Regions from separate parts of the Mus musculus genome. Here region 2 is linked to region 1. The links are chromatin contacts, called in public Hi-C maps. All regions are on one chromosome and are shown on one strand. The core of a region is the stretch at or near the end of the contact, and the rest is flanking DNA. Distances in the headings are between cores, read along the strand shown.

Evidence for each region. Hi-C and Micro-C count contacts between places; a contact is called where the count stands out from the background.
Region 2: a Hi-C map of uterus shows a contact between it and region 1, with 2.7 times the contacts expected there. The contact joins two enhancer-like sites.

What each region holds. Positions count from the first base shown.
Region 1 is chr15:62,586,706-62,591,543 of GRCm38.p6, forward strand. No RefSeq gene overlaps it. Among named protein-coding and RNA genes, the nearest start is that of Gm41333, 80 kb to the right of the region's middle. Within about 2 kb of position 2,031, at least 4 of the 459 cell types and tissues checked have an H3K27ac peak or open chromatin away from gene starts, as enhancers often do. A contact at or near this core is called in uterus, where this site is marked.
Region 2 is chr15:63,337,892-63,342,729 of GRCm38.p6, forward strand. No RefSeq gene overlaps it. Among named protein-coding and RNA genes, the nearest start is that of Gm41335, 17 kb to the right of the region's middle. Within about 2 kb of position 2,675, at least 70 of the 459 cell types and tissues checked have an H3K27ac peak or open chromatin away from gene starts, as enhancers often do. A contact at or near this core is called in uterus, where this site is marked.

The DNA.
Region 1 (4,838 bases), core at 781-3,280:
ACTATCACAACACCCTTGTACAGCTTCTTTGTCCATTTTTCTGTCTTCAACACTCATTTCTGCTATTTGTGAAATTTTTTTCATGGTTCAGATATGTTTCCCACATGCCATAAAACTTCCACATCTTATGACTGACTTTAAGTACCCTGGGGTCATAATGTCTACTTGCAATCACATATACACCTATACAGTCATCTCTTTGTTCCTCATTCATTTCCCTGTTTATTGAACACAGCTGATATGCCAGATGTCGTCATAGGTTGAGAAAGTTTTCTAAAGACTATACAAAGTGAAACAGACTTGGTTCTCATGTTATGATTTCAGTCGAGAAGCTATCTACAAATCATGTGGCCATCACATATTCATAGTTGGGGATTTGGGTAAAACATGCAAAGAAAATAATGTTAAGAGAACACAAAAAATAAACTCTCTAGATGGGAGAGGTCCAGGAGTATTTGTTACTTAGGATGAAAATAAAGAGATCAAACAGATCTAAACAAGCATAGGTGAAGAAGGAATGAGAAGACTGTCAGTGCAGATCAATGCTCCCCTCTCTGCTGCTAGGTCTTCTTAGATCAGTAGTAGAGACAAAAATATCCATTTCAAACGAATTATACCAGGGTAAAGTACACTGACAATAAGCACAGATAATTAAGGTGTTTTCAGGTACCATTGAGTTGAGCAAGGAAAATAAAATATTTTGTTGGAGGAAGGGGTGTATCTTAAATATAAGGAATGGTTGGTGGAGGATTGTGAACAAGGGGGAGTGGATAAAAGTATGTTCTCTGTAATCAGATCATCTGGGTTAGGTTGGTCAGTGTGTGTGTGTGTGTGTGTGTGTGTGTGTGTGATAATGTGTTTAAGATAATTCTCTATAAAAGCCAGACTGCTGAAGGTAAACTTGACTTTGAAGCTCAAGGGGAAAATCCAAGGAGGAGAAACAATTAAGCAGAAGTCATTTGTGAATGTGATGTTTCCTGGAACTGCTTAGACTCCCTTGGGAGTGAAGAATGGTATCCATCCCTATATTCAGAGAACAAACTAGCTTTATGATATGGTCTGCACCAGTTCTCCAACACCTTAAAGTCTCATTTTCCTTCCCAAGTCCTTAAAGGTGTGATAATTGCTCTGAGGAACATGATGACAACCCAGGGGGCATTTTACAGTGACCATGTCTGTGGCTTGCATATCAAGTACCTTCTCTTTTATTGTTCCCACTAGAATATGGAAATCTCCAGTAGGAACAGTTTGATCACCAAGAAATCCATCTTAAATGGAAAACTAATAGATTAGATGATATCTTGTCTGAATAATACTTACAAAGTCTTGAAGCATTCTTAAGTGGAAAGAGTATATACCGCTATTCAACTGCATTTTAAATGTTCTGGATGATATTTGAGTTACTCAAAGTATTCTTGTGCTGTAGAAGGTTCCTGAAATCTCACTTTCCCCCTGGTATAGCAGAAGAAGGGTTAATTGAACTGGGGGGTAATGGGGGGTTCTGTGGGAGAAGTAAGTCAGATAAGGAACTTCTTTAGAAAGAATCTTCAGAAAGGCTTCCCAAATTCAGCTTCCTTCCTATTATTTGAGTGTTTCAATGACATCTAGCTAGTTAACATGTGTTGGCTTGTAAACCCAGTACCTCTTCTTTTGCTCACATCATATTGTTTTTGACCTGTTAGGTATTCCTATCTACACTGGTAACAGTCTACTACCTTGAACCCATCCATGAACTCTTTTAAACAGCCAGCTTAAAGAAAAACAACAAAATGTTCACTAGGAAAGCCACACATTCTCTGCTTTGCTAAGCTCCATTTTTTAAACATTTGAAAGCAATAAAAAAAAAAAACAATTATTTCCAACATCACAGAACTGATTATTCTAGGGAACCAAACAGGTTGTAAAAGCTGACGGGATCTGCTTCCATGAAGAGCAATCTAAGTGATAATGAAAGATTGTTTCACGGAGGAGGGATGACTGGGGCATTACAGTGATGGAACCACTCATTACTGGGGCAATGTTTTCTCAGCTGCAACAAGGCTATCCTTATTTGGCTTTCTTTCATTCTCCATCTCAAAGAGTATTACACAACCCAGTGTTTATTGCTGAAATTACATTCTGTTTGTAAAGTGCCAAGTAAGAAACAAGTAGCAAGCAGAAGAGGCAAAATTTTCACTTCATAAAGAATTGAAACTAAATTATCTTGATAAAGATTATATCTACTTCTAGTGGGTCATGGGAAGTCACACGAAGAACTTTGAAACAGGAGAAATAAAGAGACATCAGTTGTATAAAGCTTTGCTCCAGGAACTACATGGGCTGGCAGAGACAAATGTGTTTGCCTTCTGATGAGGGACATACTAATTATTTACCATATATCCTTGATGGTATAAAAACATAACAAGAGAAGCAGAAATCAGGCGTAGATAAAGCTATGATTGATGGTAATTGATGCTTGGCATAGAGAAAAAGTACTAGCTTGTACTGTAGTATGCAAGGTTCTGTAAATCTTACTCTAAATTTTGATATATCATTCATATATTCTTGAAATGATCAGAGGGATAATTTATACCATGCCTTTAATGCACAACCATATTTTGTAGCGAAAGAATCAGAGCTTGGCTCTAGTATTGGATTGTTTCTACCTGCTCAGCCTTACCCTTGAGCTTGGGAAGCCAGAGCAGCATGACTTATCTGCTGTGTTTCAGTGCATCTGTAGAAAAATACATTAGGTTTCTTCTAGATTGGCCATGCAAACCTAAACTATGGTGAAGGAGAAAAGTACAGCAAAGGTTTAGAAACACTCAGAGAAACTCACTGCTGCCAAGACATGCAGAAGAGTCACAGGAAGGGGGGGGGGCATGCATCATTCACAAAGATATAAAAGCTTAAAAACAGAAAGACAACTGAAAAAGAAAATCCTGGTACTTCATCAAAGAATATCAAAAGAACCAAGTGGCATTTACATGACCCTGGGAAAGCAACCCACTGTCTCTGATCTTTGGTAGCCTGTCCAGCTCAGGGGCTTCAGAGATGCTTAGCTTTTAGAGTGCTTGTACTTATTGAATGAGACATGGCATTCAAAGCATCTGCTCCTCAATGCACTGTTTTTTTTCTAGTTCTTTGGCTTGTGTTTTTAAAACCCATTTGATCATCATGAGAACTAACTAGGATAGAATGACCCTGGATCTACCCATCAGGAAACTGAGAAGAAACTCGTTGTCAATTTTGAGTTTCAGCCATCCTTACTAAGGATGTTGACACAGAGCTGCTGTCTTTAGTAATATCTCATCATGACAGTTCTCTATCACAGAAGCCATCCCATCCTCATGAACTTCTCTTTAACTTTTCTATTAGCTTATTAATGGGATTGGGGAGATGGATATCATTTAATAGGACATTTCTCTGTCTCTGTGTAAAGCTTGACATTCATAAATTAAAGAGGCTGTTCATTTGCATCCTGCTGAGGAGGCCACATGTCTGGCTCTGATGAGATGATTTGTAATCATAAGTCTTCCATTGCTATTACATATGTTAAGTGATGGGGAGAAAAAGGAGCCCCTGAGATAATTGGGGGAGCAGAGAAGGAAGAGAAAACAGGGGAGAGGCAAGTCTGTGATAAAAAAGCTTGCAAAATTCTGACTCTGATAGAGACAGACTGATAGAATGCAAAATGACAGTATGAACCTGAGTCCTGTAGGAAGGATGGATAAAGAACCAGTGTTTTCAGGGTATCACATTTCTTTAGATTAAGGGCTTTGGGGGGGGGGGGTGATTGGCAGGATAGGAAGTATTAAAATGAGCTTCAGAATCTGCGGTGTCTCCCTTGTTCTGCCTTCCTGTGATATGTGGAGTATTGACTTCAATGGACTTCATGGAAGATGGGAACTATTAATGCAAGCATATTAAGCCGTGGGTCAAGAACTATAATGGTAGAATGGTCTGTGTCATTTTTATAAGATCCAAATCTTGCTGGGAAAATTGGGAATTGTATCAAAAAGGATCTGTCTATCTTATGTCAGTTCACTAGAAGTACAGCTTGCAATAGATTATTTAGGACATATGCTTACAGAAAACAGAAGATATGCAAAACAGAGCTATGGAGGCACTTGCATGGAGATATCCCTTCAAACTAGACCAAAGACATTATTCTCTAGAGACTCCAGCCTTAAACTGCATGGCTTCTTACTCATATGGCCACCTCCTAGAGATTCTAAAGGAAGGGTCTCTCTGAAGGAGCTTTCTGCATCAGGAAGTTCATGAACATCCTTAGTAGCCAGTGGAAACTGGGAACTGACAGATGGGTTCTCCAGTAGTGGAATTGGATGGACGACACAAAATGTCTGATGTCATGTTATTTGAAGTGACTCAGTCGCTCCTGCTGTTTTGGAGGATGCTATAGCAGTGCACTGAGAAACAAAAGCTTGTGCCAAGGCCCCCAAAGAGCCAGAGGAACTGATCTGCTTTAATAGAGCAACCATTTGGTATAGGTGAGATGAGATTGTGGGTAGTGTAATAGAACATAGTTCCCATAGGCTTGGGAAGGAAGGATGCAGACTGGAATAAAAACATCTTGCTGCTGCTTCCCGGTTATGCGACTCTCAAGACCTTAATTCTGTCTGCTTCAGGGGCCTCCTCTATCGAATGGGTATGATAAGCCTTCTTTTCAAAGGAGCTTTGAGAATCAGATAACACAAAGTAAACAATTGTGTTTGCAACCCAGGCCATGATAGTTTTCAACAAATGCCTGTCACCTTAATTAATACAGAGATGGACATATGGTTCATTTTAAAGATACAACATTCCACTCAAATGGGTTTGGATTTCATAAAGATGAT
Region 2 (4,838 bases), core at 1,425-3,924, 750 kb after region 1:
AAGTGTCTGCACCCCCTTCTTTGTGAATTGCAACTTTCTAATACAAAGTTTCATTGGAAAAATCAAATATTCAGTTAGGGTCCTAGCAAAGGGAGCTTCTATCAGGGAGCCAAAGGATTCATATACTATATGTTGTATAAACTTCCAGAAATATGAGTTAAGTGTTGGTCAGGGCAGTAATAAACAAAAGTGTAGACAAGTCCATGGAGTCATGCTTAGAGAGATCTAGCCAGGGATGCTTCAACATGTCAAGAAATGTCCATTGGAAAGAATTGGCTAACTCCATTAGCCAAGTTCAAGTAACAAGCTGACAATAAACCAAAGATCAATGTTCTCACTTCTGAATTTATCATAAAAACTTAACATGAAATAATAGAAGGGAAGAAAAAGAGGGAACAGCCGGGCATGGTGGCACATGCCTTTAATCCCAGCACTTGGGAGGCAGAGGCAGGCAGATTTCTGAATTCGAGGCCAGCCTGGTCTACAAAGTAAATTCTAGGACATCCAGGGCTATACAGAGAAACCCTGTCTTGAAAAACCAAAAAGAAAAAAAAAGGGAAGAAAAAGAAAAAGAAAAAGAAAAAGAAAAAGAAAAAGAAGAAGAAGAAGAAAAAGAAAAAGAAAAAGAAAAAGAAGAAGAAAAAGAAAAAGAAAAAGAAAAAGAAAAAGAAAAAGAAAAAGAAAAAAAAAGAAAAAGAAAAAGACTGGGCAACTGATGAAGTGTTGGTTTATCCTTGCATTCTTTTATACATCTAAGTTACCCAACTTAGTGAGAGAGATGTGAAGAGAGGTCTTATTATTGAATCAAGACTAGAATTTTAACTTATATTTACACAGGTTGTATTGTATACTCACAGGATATTTTGTTATAAATTTTTGAAAGATAAAATAAGCAAATGGTTGCTTATAGGTAATTATGTTCAGATTACAATCTGGCAACATTTTCCAGAAGTGTCCTGGACAACTGATCTCAGAAGTCAAATAATATCATTAGATATAATGTTCAAACTGAAGCTATGTTTTTATTGAATTTCATGAGTCATATTCCTTTCCTGTATCAGTTATAAATTTTACTATTATATTCACTTTGCATGATCTTCACTATCTAATTGTGGTCCTAAAGTTGATTGTGTACTATACTCATTGTTAGGGATGGTACGTACAAGTTAAAATTGCTATCCTAAATAAATATATTATTCTATAAATAACTAGAACTTTCTTTTCTAAATTAATATATAAATAAGCATATGTATACCTCTAAAAGCTATTTGCATACTTTTATAATCTGGTGTCATATGGTAAATAAATGAATAAAAGCATGAAATAAAATAAGTAGCATAAACTATTATTGGTGTACTCTGAACAGTAAGTCTCATATTAACATCAAGTTCAAAAGAGAACTTACATCATCTTTAGGAAAGATTTTAGAGGGCACGTAGGTCTTCACTGGAGTCATTTGTAAATTTGTCAGAGAAATTTCATTCACATCACATCAAAATTTCTTAAAACTATTTAAAGAAATCTTATTTAGGTAGTTATTTATTTAACTTATTTATTTAGTTTATGTGTATGAGTGATTTGCCTGTATGTAATTTTTTTCTGTGTGTGTGATGTGTGTGTGTGATATATGTGTGTGTGATGTATGTGTGTGTGTGTGTGCATGTGTAGTACATTATGACATTATGTCTGGTGCTCATTGAAGTCAGGAGTCATATCCACAAAATTCTAATTACAAACATTTGTGAGTTACTACGTAGGTGCTGGGAATTGAACCTGAGTCCTCTGTAAGAGTAGCCAGTGCTCTAAACTGCTGACCTATCCATTTCTCCAGCACCTTACAGCATTTTCCCCATATTTCATCTGACTTTATCACCTAGTTGCATCCAAGAGTTTCTTTGTAAATTCTTAAACTCTGAGAAACTCTGAATGTGTGCAATTTTTCTCCTTCTAGCTTCCCTAATCTGTCAGATATGGGACTTTCTCATAAGGCCCTCACTCCTTATAATGACAATAAAATAACCATTCCCTGCATCTTAGCTCCATCTGTTTACCCTTGCCTCCATCACCATGAGAAAATTGCTGGGATCTTGATTAGTTAGTATTTCTGTCATGTAAGGATACACATAAGCTCATAGAATGGGTGTCTCCATGTGCACTTGAGTCACAGAAAGCATTCAAACAAGAACAGTGCTATCAAGCCTTGAACTAGGCAATAAAATTGGATGTTCATATTATGTACACATCCCTATTGTGCATACTCTCTGATCCTGAATGCTAGGAATTTGGAATCTACATGTTCTGTCACATTCTCTCCTACCTTGGAAATGTAGTTCCTGAAGAAAAGAGCCACACTGAAGCCTAAGGAACCAATAATCAGTTGCTCTTTCTAATTGAGCACTTCTCTTTGCTTAGATTTTGGAAGAAGCATGAAAATGATTTACTGATTTAGGAACTGGGTGGAGTGGACCACAGAAAGACAAATCAAAAACATCTGGAATGAACTATTTGAGAGAGAAACGGGGAGGGAAAAAAAAAGTAGAGCTTTCAAATGAAACGAAGTACAGATGATTTGGCCAAATTCAAGCCAAGCCAAACACTCACATTAAACATTGCACTTGGGTCTGGTTCAATAGCAGGAGCCGGCAAGGGGGAGCCTCAGCCAACACTGCATCAGAGGCACATTGTGGAGGGAGGAAATGAGTTTAGTCAAGCCAGCTGTGACTTCAAAGCCGTGGCTCTCCCAGAGAACAGTGGGAAAGGGTTCCCCCTTCAGTGAAGACTGCAAAGTTCATCCAAAGACAGTCCGAAGGGAACTAACTCTGGGAAGAAGCAAATTGCATTCCACACTCTAAATAATACTTTCCTTGCATGAAGTGGTGGTGACCATCTATTTAAAGAGACAGAAAAAGAATGAGGAAGAGGTGATAAGGAGACGTCTCTGATGCACATTCCAGGACACACAAAACTGGTGTGTCTGTGTTTGCTTTTCAGCAAAGATAGGCATGTCTTTGCATGAGTCATGCTTCCAGCTATGTGAAAGGTGACAACACAGGATTTCTCTTCTGAAAGATTCCCATGATTTCTTTCCCCTCTTTGAACTTCTAGAAAACTAATATTTCTTTCAATGCATTTCCTCAGTAAAATTTTATCAAGAAACCCATGGTGGGTTAGGTGGGGGTAAAACAAAGATAAGCAAGGAGAAGCTAGACATATAAACAAAGGCTTATGGTATTGAACCAGAAGCCCCTGTTAGAGCAATGGTTCCCAGAGAGTAGTCTCCTAAAAGGTGAAAGCAGAGGCAAGAACAGCACTGGGGTAGGAAAGTTTGCAAGCTCTAGCCTCAATGCACTGAATGAGAAGGTGCAGTTGGTTTATTGAGCTCTCCCATTGATTCAGATAAGTCTTAAACCTGGGAAACCACTTTTATAAAATAGAAACAGAGGCTTCTGGAGCAGAGAGCCAGTACTACTGAGCCAAAATGGAGATCTTCTACCATGTACAAATCATGGGCTCATCTCCAGGTTAGAATTCTATAGGTGGCCCTCTGTCAATACACAACCATGAGCCTTTGCTTCTAAGTAAACTGCTAAGATTCAAAGGTAAGGAATTATTTATTCTACACCCTCCCCAGCCTTCTCCTTCCAGCTCAATGACTCTCAACCTGTAGGTCATGACCCCCAAAGACCAATATCTATACTGCTAGTCATAACAGTAGCAAAATTACGTTTGAGGGTCACCACGACATGAGGAACTTTATTTAAAGGGTCACTGCATTCGGAAGGTTGAGAACTCACTGTTCTAGCTAGCTTCAGGTCCAGTTCTTGGATGATACAGCTTTTAGAACTTACTTTGAGACACTAATTCTGAAAGTTTACACTCCTCAGGAAATCTTGGCAAGCATGTATTTGCAAAACTTTCCAACTCTTGAATATTCGAGAAGAATAGTGGTTATCTCCTTGAAGCACTCACTGGATGATTGGATCTCTACTGGATGATTGGATTGGCATCCTTATCAAGGGTTTTCTCTTAGTATGCTTGGGCACCTCCGCTGATGAAGATTGCACTATCTCAGGCTGCAGTTTGCTTCCTTTGAGACAGCTCCTTTTAGAAAGCACTTCCTTCTTCTGGGCTGAGCACTGCCATCATTTCCATTCCATTTGTTAGTTATAATTCTATCCCTTGGGAACTCATAGCAAAGATACTTACATATTAATGTGACATTCTTCAAGTATTTGAAGTTAATAATTATGTAGCATATGACATCAGTTAAACTCACAGACTCTGGAAGCAGACGCCCTACATTCAAATTCTTGTTCTGCCACTTAGAAGTCTGTGACCTCAAGAGAGTTATTTACTTGCTCTTTACTCCTTGGTCTATATTAAAAGATATAATAATACCATTACATCAAAGGGCTTTTATAAGGATTTCAGGAATTAATGTATGCATATAAGCCTGGAATACTGTAAGTGCTCTAAATGTTTTAGCTATTATTAATCATCATCATTACCATAAAGATCTTGTCAATTCTCTGACCTCAGCCACATTTCTAATTCTATATTTATTCACTCTGGGACTTGAATAATTACATATGTTTCAGTGAGATCTCCTAATTTTCATTCTACCCCATCCATAAATGTGAGTGGTCAGTTGGGACCACATGAATTGTCCTGTACACTGTAATTTTAAAAAGGAGTAATGTATATTCCCTCTAGCCTTGGCATTAAAATCTTCTACTCTACTTCAGTTTATCAATTACCTGCAGAAAGAGAAAGGGAAAAGAGATGCCAAGAAGTTACCAAGAAGTAGTAGGCACAAAGGTTGGAAGACTCAGAACTCT